5 separate regions of the Mus musculus genome follow, and all the other regions are linked to region 2. The links are chromatin contacts, called in public Hi-C and promoter capture Hi-C maps. All regions are on one chromosome and are shown on one strand. The core of a region is the stretch at or near the end of the contact, and the rest is flanking DNA. Distances in the headings are between cores, read along the strand shown.

What was found. Promoter capture Hi-C pulls out the DNA fragments that hold promoters and counts their contacts. A called contact is a pair of places that touch in the nucleus more often than the background predicts.
Region 1: a Hi-C map of cerebral cortex shows a contact between it and region 2, with 5 times the contacts expected there. The contact joins the enhancer-like site here to the promoter of Tom1l1 in region 2. A contact is called at or near these places in 7 of 39 promoter capture datasets (the 3T3-L1 cell line, cranial neural crest, frontonasal cranial neural crest and 3 more), 2 of 484 Hi-C or Micro-C datasets (cerebral cortex and cortical neurons) and 2 of 115 datasets of contacts at active chromatin or transcription factors (astrocytes and stem cell-derived neural progenitor cells).
Region 3: a contact with region 2 is called in a promoter capture Hi-C map of hippocampal neurons, with 22 times the contacts expected there. The contact joins the enhancer-like site here to the promoter of Tom1l1 in region 2. A contact is called at or near these places in 9 of 39 promoter capture datasets (the C10 cell line, cranial neural crest, embryonic stem cells and 6 more), 16 of 484 Hi-C or Micro-C datasets (the HL-1 cell line, MC3T3-E1-derived osteoblasts, brown adipocytes and 9 more), 4 of 115 datasets of contacts at active chromatin or transcription factors (astrocytes, embryonic forebrain, pro-B cells and 1 more) and 1 of 9 other capture datasets (adipose tissue).
Region 4: a contact with region 2 is called in a promoter capture Hi-C map of second pharyngeal arch cranial neural crest, with 13 times the contacts expected there. The contact joins the enhancer-like site here to the promoter of Tom1l1 in region 2. A contact is called at or near these places in 7 of 39 promoter capture datasets (the 3T3-L1 cell line, the C10 cell line, cranial neural crest and 3 more) and 3 of 115 datasets of contacts at active chromatin or transcription factors (astrocytes, embryonic forebrain and stem cell-derived neural progenitor cells).
Region 5: a contact with region 2 is called in a promoter capture Hi-C map of second pharyngeal arch cranial neural crest. The contact joins the enhancer-like site here to the promoter of Tom1l1 in region 2. A contact is called at or near these places in 4 of 39 promoter capture datasets (cranial neural crest, frontonasal cranial neural crest, hippocampal neurons and 1 more) and 3 of 115 datasets of contacts at active chromatin or transcription factors (astrocytes, embryonic forebrain and stem cell-derived neural progenitor cells).

The regions. Positions count from the first base shown.
Region 1 is chr11:93,576,225-93,578,924 of GRCm38.p6, reverse strand. Car10 (carbonic anhydrase 10) reads right to left here. Exons shown (of 10, transcript NM_001361708.1): 6 at 164-259. Among named protein-coding and RNA genes, the nearest start is that of Gm24856, 160 kb to the right of the region's middle. Within about 2 kb of position 1,289, at least 11 of the 459 cell types and tissues checked have an H3K27ac peak or open chromatin away from gene starts, as enhancers often do. A contact at or near this core is called in cerebral cortex and cortical neurons, where this site is marked.
Region 2 is chr11:90,686,203-90,688,902 of GRCm38.p6, reverse strand. It overlaps Tom1l1 (target of myb1-like 1 (chicken)), which reads left to right and starts at 1,302. Exons shown (of 16, transcript NM_001357543.1): 1 at 1,302-1,390. The coding sequence starts at 1,333.
Region 3 is chr11:93,470,449-93,473,148 of GRCm38.p6, reverse strand. All of the region lies in intron 4 of Car10 (carbonic anhydrase 10), which reads right to left. Among named protein-coding and RNA genes, the nearest start is that of Gm24856, 58 kb to the right of the region's middle. Within about 2 kb of position 1,353, at least 27 of the 459 cell types and tissues checked have an H3K27ac peak or open chromatin away from gene starts, as enhancers often do. A contact at or near this core is called in cerebral cortex, hippocampal neurons and stem cell-derived motor neurons, where this site is marked.
Region 4 is chr11:93,024,839-93,027,538 of GRCm38.p6, reverse strand. No RefSeq gene overlaps it. Among named protein-coding and RNA genes, the nearest start is that of Car10, 72 kb to the left of the region's middle. Within about 2 kb of position 1,363, at least 2 of the 459 cell types and tissues checked have an H3K27ac peak or open chromatin away from gene starts, as enhancers often do. A contact at or near this core is called in second pharyngeal arch cranial neural crest, where this site is marked.
Region 5 is chr11:93,055,077-93,057,776 of GRCm38.p6, reverse strand. No RefSeq gene overlaps it. Among named protein-coding and RNA genes, the nearest start is that of Car10, 42 kb to the left of the region's middle. Within about 2 kb of position 1,301, at least 1 of the 459 cell types and tissues checked has an H3K27ac peak or open chromatin away from gene starts, as enhancers often do. A contact at or near this core is called in second pharyngeal arch cranial neural crest, where this site is marked.

The DNA of each region.
Region 1 (2,700 bases), core at 40-2,539, 2.9 Mb before region 2:
GTCCTAAGACCCCAACGTTACTGCAGGCATGGGTATGAATTGACATTACTTCTTTAACTTTTTAAAATTACAACAGAGACTGTAGAATGATGCTCTGGTTGGTATTGGGGGGGGGGCGCGGGAGGGGGTGGCAAGCAGAGTACAGGAATCATGCAAGACTTACTTTTATAAATATAGAAACTACCACCAATCCATTCGGGCTCTTCGCAGCTTCTGTGACATTTGTGTATAGCTCGTGGTTATAGTGGATGAGTTGTACCTGGTAGGAAGGGAAATCAGGAATAAGAACAACAATCCTGGCTTGAAAGGTATCAGGCACAGCCTATCTTCCAATACGAGGGTGAATTGCAAGCATACGGAGAGACTAGTAGAAGGCTATGCTTTTTCTTATTCTTCTCTCATGTATTACATCCCAACTGCAGTATCTCCTCCCTTCCCTCACCCAAGTCTATCTCCCCTACTTCCTGTCTCCCCTAGATCTGCCCCTCCTCTGCCTTTCTTCAGATAAGAGCAGGCTTCCCAGGGATATCAACCAAACATGGTGTAACGCACTACAGTAAGACCAGGCATATATTCTCACATCAAGGCTGGATGAGCCAACCCAGTAGGAGGAAAAGGGTTCCACAAGTAGGCAAAATAGTTAGGGACAGCCCCTGTTCTCACTGTGAGGGTTCTCACAAGAACACCAAGCTATTCAGCTATAACATATATGCAGAGGACCTATGTCAGACCCCTACATGCATCCTGATCTCTGTGAGCCTCTGTAAGTCCAGGTCAGTTGATTTTGTGGGCCATGTTCTTGTGGTGTCCCTGACCTGTCTGGTTCCTCCAATCAGAAGGATGCGCTTTTACTTGGTGAAATTTCAGAGGGAGGTGTAAATAGAATCTATGTGTATAATACACACACACACACACACACACACACACACACACACACAGAGAGAGAGAGAGAGAGAGAGAGAGAGAGAGAGAGAGAGAGAGAGAGAGAGAGAGAGAGATATGGACATATCTACACATATTTGCAAACATGTTGAGGTAACAATGATGTTTTTAATAAGATTATACCCATCTGGTGTTTCATCCCTCCCAGGATATTTCTCCTAAAGTGATCTTTAAGTGAATTTTCCACATTAGGAAATGGAACAGCCCTTCAGGTGTGGGCATCTCCCAGCAGCGCCAACAGCTACCACTGGCAGTGAGTAAATCTTGCTGGTAGCCTTGGGTGAGCAAGGATCTGTTAGACTCTGAGCCATCCCCATGGCTCTGGGAGGAGATTGGCAGTGTGTAGGATGCTTGGCTCTGCAGATGGGAGAGTGGATGGTTCTGTCTCATGAAGTGCCAGCCCGTTCATCTGGTTCACTGGGTTTTGCAAAATTTTGTTTCCCCATCCTCTAACCAAAACCTGTGACTGCCTGCTAAGATTGGTGCAGTGAGCACTGTTGTGTGTGTGTGTGTGTGTGTGTGTGTGTGTGTGTGTGTGTGTGTGTGTGTGTGTGTGTATGTGTGTGTGTGCATGTGTGTGTGTGCAGGAAGAGTCCTGGATTTGAGTTGTGTTGAAATGCGTTTCTCTCCATTACCTCATTCTTTAAAACTTGCATTGTGGAATATGGCATGTGCATATGCCTAAATGAGCACACTATAGACTTTTATCCACATGATCAGATTTTTTACCACTTCACCAAGAACCTGTTCTCTTCCCATAAAAAATTAGTGTGATTATCCCTTTTAAGATGTACCTTATAGGCATTTTTTAATAAAGTTTTATAATAATATGAACGCATACTTTATGGTAACAAATTTAAAAATGTAGATGTGTCTAACAGTTCCCTTGTCTCCATCTAACTCTAGCTCACATGATAGAAAAATTAGCAACTCAGTATAAATCCACCCAGATGGTTTTCTTTGCTTATAAAGTACATAGCTGCACACATGCAAATAATCTTAAACAATAGAGGGATGGGAACACACAGTTCAGTTGGCAGAACTCTTGCTTTCTCTGGGTTCAAAATCCAGCACCATATAAACTGAGCTTGGTGGTGAACTCCTGAAATCTCAGCACTTGGGAGGTGGAGGCAAAAAAAAATCAGGGTTCAAGGCCATCCTCAACTCCTTAGTGAGATTGAGACCAATTGGGGATACCCAAGACATGTCTCAGAAACAGCAACAGCAATACCATCAGAAACAATAAAATGGAATAATTTACAATTGCAATTCTAAAGTTTATTTCATTCTGCCTTTTTGTTCCAGTTCACACATATAAATCTACCCAAACTCTCTTAGTAGCCTCCTCCCTGCATGAAAACTCCAAAACGCATTGAGCCAGCTTTCCTGCCTTTCTATAGCTTTGCCCTTTACAACACTGTCACAGCCAATGCATCATGGATCTCTCTGTAATGGTGTCAGTGCTTTGCACTGGCTGGGTTGGGAATTAACAAGATTGTGCCAGGAAAGTGATTTGTGACTCTGAATGAATGACTCTGAATAGCATTCATTATTGTCAGTATCCCGTGTTGCATTAAACGGGGGAGTAGTCATGTTTTCAGAGTTAAAGATAATGAGCTAAATAGAAACTTTCCTTTGAATTTTGAAAACAACAAGTCACATTTTCTTTTTGTGGCAGAATGCAGGTGTTGCTGGCCATCCAGGTCCCTTGGCACTTTGAAACTCTCCTATGTGTGCTTGCCCCACTTCAGTTATAAC
Region 2 (2,700 bases), core at 53-2,552:
TGCCCCATCACACACGGCAATGAAGGCAAAATGATTTGCTAGGGACAGACAGAGATCAGGCTGCTGAGAGAGCCAAAAGAGGTTTTCAACATCAGCTGTAAAGACTACTTGACTGCCACAGTGGAGAGATCGCACCACATGAAACAGCTAGTGAGCCTGATAGGCATGTCCTATTTCAGGTAGGACTGACCTCATCATAAGAAACACCATCATAACAAAAATGCCGTATTTTACATTGTAGGATCCCGATGTTAACTCACTCATGGAGGAGGACAAACAGGGGGAGGTGGAGGAAGATTCCGGATCAATACAACAAATGATAGCCACTTGGAGCATAATGTAATTGGTTTTGACATCTATGCTAAAATATGGAAGACCAAAAACATGAGTCAGGCCAGGTCCTCCTGCTCTTTCTAGTCACCATTTCGGGGTGGGGGGAATAAACCCACTATTAATGTGAAGCTCAGTCCCAGTTAGCTACAGGAAGCAAAATCTACCAGCAGAGTAGCCCATCGTCTCAGGAGGCATCCTACAGATCAGAAGCATGGGTATCTGATGTTAGCCGTGCCGCGGAAAAGGAAAAAGAAATCTTGGTTCAAATAGAAACAGAGAGGTTTGGTTTCTTAATGTGGATTTACATACCAAACATATTTCCTGCCAGAGCCCCAGGAAAGGCCCCTCTCTCCTTTCACCATAAGGCTGGAAAGCAGGGTTCCTAGGAGATAGAGCTAGAAGCCAAAAGCTTGTGTGGTGGCGCCTCGTGGTCCCTCTTGGAAACGGGTGAAAAACAAAGCCCGGGCTCAAGGGAGGTCTTGGCTCTCCTAGACAGCCCATCCTCCTCCCAGTTCCGTAGATTTAAAGGGTAGGGCGCAAAAATCGGTTCAGGGACCTCCGGAGTGGTGATAGGCGAAGTCTCATTGTTCTGGAGGTGTGTGACTTGAGAGGTCTATGTCCTTGTCTGAATAAACCTTAGCAATAACCCTCGAGTCTGTGTTAGCAACTAATCCCACACTGTCTAGTCTCCAAAGAGAGGGGAGCGGTCTTCAGCCCTGCGGTGGAGATGTTGGAGCTGGACTCTGAGTTCGCAGGCCCGGGGTGCGGAGTCACATCACTCCACCCGGGCTCCCAGCCCACCTAGAGTCACGAGGTGCGGGAAGCGCCAGGAGCACGCGGCAGGTGCGCCAAGTCCCCCGGGTCCCCGCCCTGCTCGCTGCCTGGCGCCTCTCCGCGGCAGCCAAGCGCTGGAGCGGAGAGGAGGAGCCTCGGGCACGGAGCGGGTGGAGTCGGAGGGCGGTGGAGGCGGATTTCCTGGGAGGGCTCTCTGGAGCTACCATGGCGTTTGGGAAGAGTCACCGCGATCCTTACGCTACCTCTGTGGGTCACCTCATAGGTAAGGAGGCGCAGGGAGTAACATCCCGGCTGGCTTGGGGAACCGTGGGAGCTTTGCCGGTTCCACTCCATTCTCGATTGGAGGGTGGGGGGCGAGTTGGACCAAGTCGGAGGAAATGCTACCCTCCCCCGCAGCTTTCCCACGCCACCTGCGTGCCACCTGCGGCCACTTTCCACCTTTCTGAGTTTGGCTCACTCATACCAGAACCTCTCCGAAAAAAATGCAAAGTTCAAAATGCTGGGCGAGTGGAGCAAGCAGGTGGCCCGCAGCACAGCACTGCGTGGAGTATTGGGACCGCTGGGAGGAGAAAGTGGAAACTTCTTGACCCGGGGAAGGTTCTTCATAAAGTGCGTCGTCCACTCTCAGCACCTTATTGTTATACCCATTTTACAGACCAGAAAGAGAGATCTGAGACGCTAATTGACGTGATCTCACCCTGAGAGGCAGGTTTCTCCAAACCAATTTTCTCCAGCGCACAGCCCAAGCGATGTGAGCCGGCCTTTTGCTTAAAGAGGGAGATTGGGAGAGGGGCCGTCTGCAGTCACTGAGGCTCTTAGACCACGCATCACCCTCCAATCCAGCCAGCCTGGTCCTTCCTTATCCCTTGTGTTTGTGTTCTGAATTACAGAGGTGGATGCAGAAGTCACTGACTACATACAATTGGCTTTTTGCCACCTCAGCTCCCTTCTTTACCCTGCCCCCTCCCTTGGGGACAGGGTGTGGCACCAGGGTGTATTAATGACAGGCAAACTGTTGGGAACTTGGTGGGGTGATGAAATCCTATGAACCTGGTAGTTCTAAGACTCAGTCTCAGAAAGTTTAGATTGGAAGTAAGTTAAACTAACTGCTGCGGGGATGGGCCGCACCTTTGAACTTAAACCTGAGTTTCCACATCTTTACAATACTGCAAGAGAGCTGCCCTCTAGGAAAAGCACTGTAACTGCCCATCTCCTTGCTGAATAGTATGTCTTAGAACGAGTTCCGAGCAGAAATGGATCCTCGCTGAAGCTTCGCAGGCAAAAGGCACTTCGGCAATGTCCGATTATCCCTTAGTTTTGAAAACATTTAGAACTACTAGCTGGATGCCTTCGGGAAGGCATAGTCCCATCCCCCAGGGAACTTACCTGGTGATAAGGAGAATGGCCATATTCTGCAGCATCCACTGTTAAGATACCCTTATAATACTGAAAGATACCACGTAGTTTGCAAACAAAACTTTAAAAAAGGGAGAAACGAACTCGGCCACAGCCTTTGAAGTGTGAATAAGAGTTCTCTAGGAATGAGCATGTTGAGAGAAAGAAGTATCCAGA
Region 3 (2,700 bases), core at 104-2,603, 2.8 Mb before region 2:
GCCATGAAATTATTCGTACAATTGATCCTGCTGGTAGCAGGAGAGTGTATTCCCCAGTGGAGTAAGAGCCAGTTAAACATGGTCCTCTGTTCCTGGTTCTTAGCAGCAGGAAATGGTTGTGAACTGAGAGGGCCAAGGGGGAGCTATGCAACCCGTTTCTACATCTCTGCATCCTACTCTTTTAGAAGGATGCTTGGATTTCTCCTCATGAGGTCAGTTCGTGATGCCTTCCTCCTCCACACTATGTAATTCATCAGTGAGTTTGGAATGTTCATGGCAAGGCATGAATTTACTATGTTTTCCAAGTAATCTCTTCTCCCCCCGCCCCATGCCCCCCACAGCAGGACTGCCTCTTGTTTTGTTCCACTTCTTATAAGTATTTGGGACGTTTCAAAGAATGCATGTCTTTGAGTTTTCCATGGGATGCCTCACTGTCTGTGTCTCCACAGCCATTCATTTACAGTTCCCCCATCTTGCACTACCCCTAACTCTTCGTTCATCCACAACTAGCATCTTAACTTCTCGAATCTCAGATGCTCTATACAGTAAGATATGGCATGACTTAACATCCCATTCTGCAAGGAAAAAGTTATGCTGCTAATAAAGCAATGACATGCCATCCTTTGCAGAAAGCACCCCAAAGAGATGTAAGGAAATGTACCCTAAAAGCACTGTTTTCATCTCAATGACACAGCACGTAATTGTCCTCTTAACAACACACATTTGTAGTGGCATAACAGGTCTTGACCAGCAGAGCCTAAGCGATGCCTCCTTTCTTCTATTCCCATTTCCCCCTTCTCAATTCTTCAGGACCATCTATCTCATCCACCTCCATGGAACCCCACGGGTGGGATGATGTTCTCCTGTGTTGTCAGGGCACTCTGCATGTGGTCACGTGTCCGAACTCATCAGCATGCTTTATAACCGCTTTCATGAATGTTTCTTCCTACAGATACCATGAAGAATTAGCGATCATGGTGTGCATCTCATTTGTCTCCATATCCCCGGTATCTGACATGGGAACTCCTCAGCAAGGGATTGCTGAAAAATAGTTATGGACTGTTAGACACGGAGGTTCTAGACACAGCCACTAGAGGGCAGTATGGAACCATCCCAGACAAAATGGCTGCTCCCCAAGAATCTAGGTTGCAGAGGTGGAAGAAAGCTGGCCTCCTGTGGGCAAACTGGCTGAGAGCCTGGAGCCTGTATCGCTCCAAGGGCACAGTGCCATTCTACAGAATCTACTTTGAGGATGCTCCCTGAGTCTCATATCCCCCGCCAGCCTGCCCACTAGGTGCTTTTGGGAAGCTGTCTCAGCGCGTTTCCTTATTAAGAGTCAAAAGCTTTCCCCTGATTCCCACCCGAGGCAGAGGAGGGTGGAGGCCCCAGACAGGGAAAAGAAATGTCTCCCTGACATCCTCGTGCTCATTCTAACAAAAGCAGGCATATTCGAAGGACCTGCAGTATAATTGCTCCACTTTGAAGAACAACAGGTAACAGCATCAATATTTGATTTTTTTTAAAGGTTGTGTGAACAGTTTTAAATATTAAAGATGAAGGCAAAGACTTAGATCATCTTTTCATCTCCACAGTTGAAGCATTTTAAGAGGAAAACGGTGCTAATGAGCGCAGTAAGCCTGCATACCCATCAAACAGTATTTAGTTATAAGAAAGTACAATCGTTCTGGTGTGTGTGTGTGTGTGTATGTGTGTGTGTGTGTGTGTGTGTGTGTGTGTGTGTGTGTGAGTGAGAGAGAGAGAGAGAGAGAGAGAGAGAGAGAGAGAGAGAAAGAGAGAGAGACTGGAAGGCAATATCTGTAGCAGAGAAGTTTTTTGTTCATTATTTCTATAATGAGAGGAAAATAAAGCAATCGCTGGAGTAACTTTCTCCCATCTCATCGTAGGCTGTTGTGTTCTCTCAATGACTAGCCTGGGACAGGTTCTGAGAAGCCTCATAAATTAACTATCCAACTTCCTGGCTAATGAGCCCAATATGTCAATTTCCAGTGATCAAAATGATGCAATTCAATAAAGCACAGTTCACTTTGTAAGGAAATATACTTTTAATAGGGAGAACTGGAGGGTCATGGTCCTCCCGAGATAATTATGGGCTAGTGGAGTTGGAGGCGTGGAGCTGCACTTACAGTCTGGTGATCCCGTGGGGTTTGTGTGGCAGACATTGTCTTTCAGGGACAATAAATTCCTTCATTATATTTCCATTACCACATTAATGCAGCAATGTCCGATTTACTTGTAACCAAGGCGCCTGGATTCCGGAAACTTGGCATTTAATGCTAATGAGAGCTTGCAAGCCGGATGGGCAGCATATTCTCATTCTCTCTCTCTCTCTCTCTCTCTCTCTCTCTCTCTCTCTCTCTCTCTCTCTCTCTCCCTCCCTCCCTCCCTCCCTCCCTCCCTTCCTCCCTCCCTCCCCCCCCCTCTCTCTCTCTCTCTCTCTGTGTGAGTGTGTACATGTATGTGGTTTGTGGTGGGGGATCAAAGCCAGAAACACATCTGGCTTTGATACAATTAATCTAGCTAGAACATCAGGAACCTGGAAGGGCCCAGGGATCTGTCCAGTGAGCTGAGATGGCTCTGACCATACAGACACATGGATACCTGGAAGAGTTAACAGAAGATATTCGAAAGCAGTAGAGCCAAGATTAGACTGCAGCAGAAGAGAGATGCTGAGACCATTAC
Region 4 (2,700 bases), core at 114-2,613, 2.3 Mb before region 2:
ATATATTTAGCTATAAATTCTGTGAGGTACAATAACAACTGACCTCTGGTGAGAAATGACTTCTGGTACAGTAATGGCATGACATTGTAGATGTAACCAACCACTTTCATATTTGCTTTAAACTCTACTTCATAAGATAGAAACTCAAGCATGGTACCTTTAACTGTCTTCCCCAACCCCCCCCCCCACACACACACAAACTCCCCTCAACTCCTCTAACCCATTGGCTAGATCATGGGACCTAGGGGATAACCTAATGCAATCATTCTGCTAAATGGATATAGTATTATAATGCCCCCTAAGTTCACATCTTACCCAGAGATGAGTAAATCTCTCAACCCTCTTCAGAGAGGCTTCCTTTTGCAATAGATGGCAATTAACCAGAGACTTGCAACTGCTCAACATGCAGAGAGCAGGAGACTTTGAAGCTCTGAATAGCACTTAGTATTTTCTACCACTCCACCCTTTGCTCTGAGATCATAGCAGGAGAGGGAACAGAAGGATGTGGGAGCCAGAAGTAGTGGACATAGGTAGAAAAACAATATTTACTGGGCATGACATACCCATTACATATATGAACTCAAAAGAGCCATGACTGCGCCTAAGACCTGTGCAAGATCAGCTCAGTCGGAAATCCATTGTGAATGGAGGACGGGCTCATAATGCTCTACCCTAACTGAGTTCCAAAGTGCTGGGAGGTTATGTACTTTATATTGAGATGCTGACAACTGAAGACTGCTGAGAAGGAAATGGGTTTTCTTCAGGAATGCAGCTCCTGAGAGACTATTTATGCTCCAGTAGATGGTCTTACACACATGCACATTCAAGAAGACTAAGTGTATTCAGTAGGCTTAAAAAAAAAAAAGGAACATATGTAATTGGGAAGGGAAGGTTGTAGTAGAGGATGGCAGAGAAATTTGAGGAAGGGAATGAATGGTGAACGGGATCAAAATTCATTATATGTATGTATGAGATTTCAAACAATGAAAACATTTCAATATTTCATTCGATGGTTAAAGTTACTTTCTCATTGAGGGCAACCTGCTCTTTCATTCCTGTGGAATGTCATTTGAGTTTCTAATTAAAGTCTGCAATGAATCACAGATCGGATAAGATTGGCTAAGTGAGCTGTTAACTGAAAGCCCTAACAGTCATATATAGAGGTGTGTTGTAGCATTTATGTTCTTAGGAAACTCTTACAGGCTATTCTTCTCCAATTCTAGCATAACTAAGACTTAGGTAAACAGTCACCAGAAAAGTTAAAAAGGAAGAGATTCTGCTGCGTTTTCAGGTCAAGAGTGGACCGTTTTTTTCCTCTGCAATTACTAACATTAGCCCAGCCATCTGTCCTTTTTCACCAGTGAGCCCATACATTTCAAAGCCTCCAGCTGAGAAAAGCCTGACTGTTTCTCTTTTCCAGCAAAATGCAATGGTTCTCAGCAATTTACAAATGTTTAGAAAAGCCAAAAGAGAAATACATATCTTGCAGATATTACAATACTTTATATTGGGGTTACTGAACCCTACATTCACAGGTAAATGCCATCCATATAGCTCAAAAAGAAAATGTAGTTCTGCCACCTTAGTGAAAGGTAACTTCTTTGAGCTCGGTAGGTGTGAGCTTGGTGAACTGAGTCTGTCGCGGAGCATCTGGGAGCCCCTGCAGCTCTGTAACTTGCAGGTGTAGAATCACCTGTGATGATTGCTTGCTCATTGCTGGTCCCCCTGCAAGTAAACCTCTCAGGGGGCCACATCTCTTCTGGTCAACACTGTGTCTCAACAAATCCAGCACCATGCAAGGATTTCAATTCCTTCCAAATGTAAGAATAATTAAGCATGAAAACCAAACAAACAAGACATTAGCGATTCTTCCCCTGTCTGGGCAAGCTATCAGTTTGTTATAAAAATATAGAAATGTGTTTGTTACTTTATTGATACTTAATCTTTTCTTGTGTATTTATCGACTTTTACATGCCGTATCTTTTCTTTTACATGTTTAATTTCAACCCCATATGCTTGCTCCGTGTAGTTACAGAACGAAATGACGAAGAGCTACTGTCACCTCTGTTTGCTGAAATCTATTAAGCTTGCAAGACCTGCTTCACTTCCTCTGTGGAAACATCCACAAATGCACCCATTTCTTTTGCAGTATTAGCCACTTCTTTATCTTGTTCCCGAAAAATGGTCTTCATTCATCAAATGTTATGACTTGATTTTCACATGTTCCTAGCATTTGAGAATTCCTTTAGGAAATGTATTCCTTGGTCCTAAGAATGCAGGTTAGCTTGTGGATCACAAGTGGCTGCTTAATTACCATTAAATGGTCTCTCTCTCTTTCTCTTTCTCTCTTTCTAGACTTTTTAGTTTTAATTTCAATCTTGCAAAAACATATAGGTATCTGCTTAGCCCTTTATTTATATGCATAACTCACAGCTGAAACTGATCTGTTTGCTTGGTTAGTACTGCCCAATATACAGGACAGTGTAAGGGTCAGATTATTGAACCCTCACACCTTCTGTTAAGTTAGCTGTTTGTTCAAGAGTCCTGTACTGTACAGCAACTTCAAAGTGTCTGGCAGAGATAGAACAACTCAATGCTGTGGGCCTCTTCAAATTTTACATCCATCTCTTTCTATTTTTACAGAATAATCAGGCTAGTGAAATAATACAGCCTTTCTTTCCTATTATACCCTTAGTCTAA
Region 5 (2,700 bases), core at 52-2,551, 2.4 Mb before region 2:
GTTGTTTTCTCCTGTCCCTTATAATTTTCAGTGTGAAACTTCCTCTTTAGACTGGATTTTACTGGGAAATACTATTTAAGACGTGACTTAGGAGTATAGTTTTCTAAGGTACTTTAAAGTTTTTTTCTTCCTAGAGCTTCATTGCAAATTGGGATCAATTTTCATATTCTCTCCCCTGTTTAGAAGTCCACACATCATGCATGTATATAAATCTAGCTTCAAATTCAAGTGTGAGGTGGTTTTATAATTTTGCATTTTAAAGGAAGGCCTGCTTCCACATTCAAATGCCAGAGCAAAGTCTTTTGTTGTGTTTTACTAATCTGTTTCATGTAGAAGTTAGCTCTACCTCCCTTGCTCCCATTGGTCCATGATTTCATCTCCTGCAGTAATAAAATGAAAGAATATAAAGGGCAGATTATCAAGGTTGATGGTGCCTTCTGGGGGCAGCAGCAACTTTTGTTCATCTGCTTACTGCACTTTACAAGAGTCTGTTTATATCGAGTCCCTGAGACTATTGCTTGCATTCTCAGGTTCTTAGATGTGAGTTTAAAGACTATTAAGAATATTTTGTAGATTTCCTTGGTGGTTAATATAAGTGGTACAGCTCTGAAGAGAAAGGTATTCTGTCATTTGGGATCCAAGGAATAACAGAAAGTCATACCACACAACAGAGCTCACCCAAGAGCTTTACTGGGAAAAGCACAGGAGGCTGCCTGCCTCTGCTCCAGGAAGCAGCAGCAGCAGAGAGTTGAGTGGGGGAGAACTTAGATAGGATTTCTTGGTGGCGGAGTTTTCCAGGGTAGAGAGTTCCAGGGTGGGGATTGGTGAGATTTCAGCAAGCTCATGGGTGAATTTTCGAGCTCAGGGATTGGTGGGATTGGTGGGATTTCAAGCTCCAGAGTTGAGTTCTGGCATTTTATCCTACAGTTAGTGAGGGCATTTTATGGTTACTTAGTCTCTCATCTTTTGGCAGAGCTAGAAGTCTGAGATATTAAAGGCTAATTTTTGGCTGCAGGAACATATCTCAGATCTGTCTATCTACAAATGCAATGTTGTTGCTACCATTTGAAAAGAAAGTTTATTGAATTTTTTTCAATACTTAAAGAGAAAGAACTCTCTCTGGAAGGCTTATTTTCTGATGTCCGCTATGATGTGGGTTCTTTCTGAAATGCTATTTTTGATTTTACTGTTTGTTAAAGATAATCTTATTATTACTAACTTTGTTTGTATGTCTATACCAGTGCATGCAGTTGCCCCCCAGAGTTCCAAAGAAGGTTCGACACCCTTGGCGTTGAGAGGTTGCAGCTGGTTGTGATCAGCACACATAGATTCTGCAACCTTTGTTCTTAACTTTTGAGGCATCTCACTAACCACTCCCATATGTTTTCTATGACTTGTATCTATTAAGGAAAATCAGTTATTAAAATAGCCTGTATCCTGTTAGCATCAAGGCAGAGTTGTTGTTTTCTGGGGCTAGTACCAGTATCTAGGATCTCAGTGCCTTCAGTGTAGCAAGTGCTATCTCCTAGATCACCCTTCATCAATTGACTGTTGTTTCAGAATTCTTTCTCTTTTACCTTCTCAAAAAGTCCATTGAGTCCCTTGTTCTTATAGTTTCAACAGTTTGATTCATTTTTAACTAGAGCTCTGGAACATTAGATGATATTGTCTTTTTATATTTTTATGATTTTTCTAAGAGCAAATAGAAATTAACATTATAGTTCATAACATAAAAATACAACTACCAAAACATTAAAAGTGGGGCTGTCAGGAAAGATGGACCCTTGAGTTACATAGAACTCTTCCTTTATATTTCAAGCATAGATCTGCTTGATTAAAATGATGAGGTTATAATTATCATCTTATAAATGTAAAAAAGTAAAAAATCCCAAATATTTGAAATCTTACACACTGTTGTACCAGAAATGGGAAAAAAGAGGGAAAAGAATTCTAGGTATATTTGATATTCTATGGTTCATGAGGCAATTTCATGGGCTGTGTGCTCTAAAGGCTTCTGTATGTGCACCATCATAGAGATTGCTGTCAGACTCAGAATCCTTGCATTTTGGGGACAGTGACTATGGTTATTTTTTCAACCCAGGAAATAGGAAGCATTCCATCTATCTGCTCAAGTATGCCTTCTGTCAGTGACCTCCACAAGAGCAATGAATGTAGCCAGAGTCAGCTGTGGGGAAAAAAAAAAAAAAGACAACATAATGAGCATGAAACCTACGAGTCCTGATTTCATTCTCCTTCATGGTAAAGGCAATGACCGAGTCTAAAATCTGCCCTTGAACTGAGCCCTATTTGGTCTTAAACAGGTTGATCACAAAATTGTTCTTTTGCAACTTAGGAATTTCTCCTTTTTTGTATGACCCAGGTTGTCTGTAGTTTTATCAGCATTATTTTCCGAGGAAATCATCAGAGTCATGAAATAAACATCTCAAGGAAAGAGCATGAGATGGAAAATTGCTAATGATGGGACAAGTTACAGAAATTTTGGGCAATGTGTTTTCAAAATTGGTGAACTTGAATGCAGATGTTATCTATATACACCTGTTCACAGAAATAGAACAAAACACAAATCCTGGGAGCAACTAGGAAGCATGATAACAGGCACAACTGAAAGGGACTATATACTGATTTACAAAAAGGATCAACAATTGAGCAAAGAGACACCACAGTGGGCTAACTAGAGTA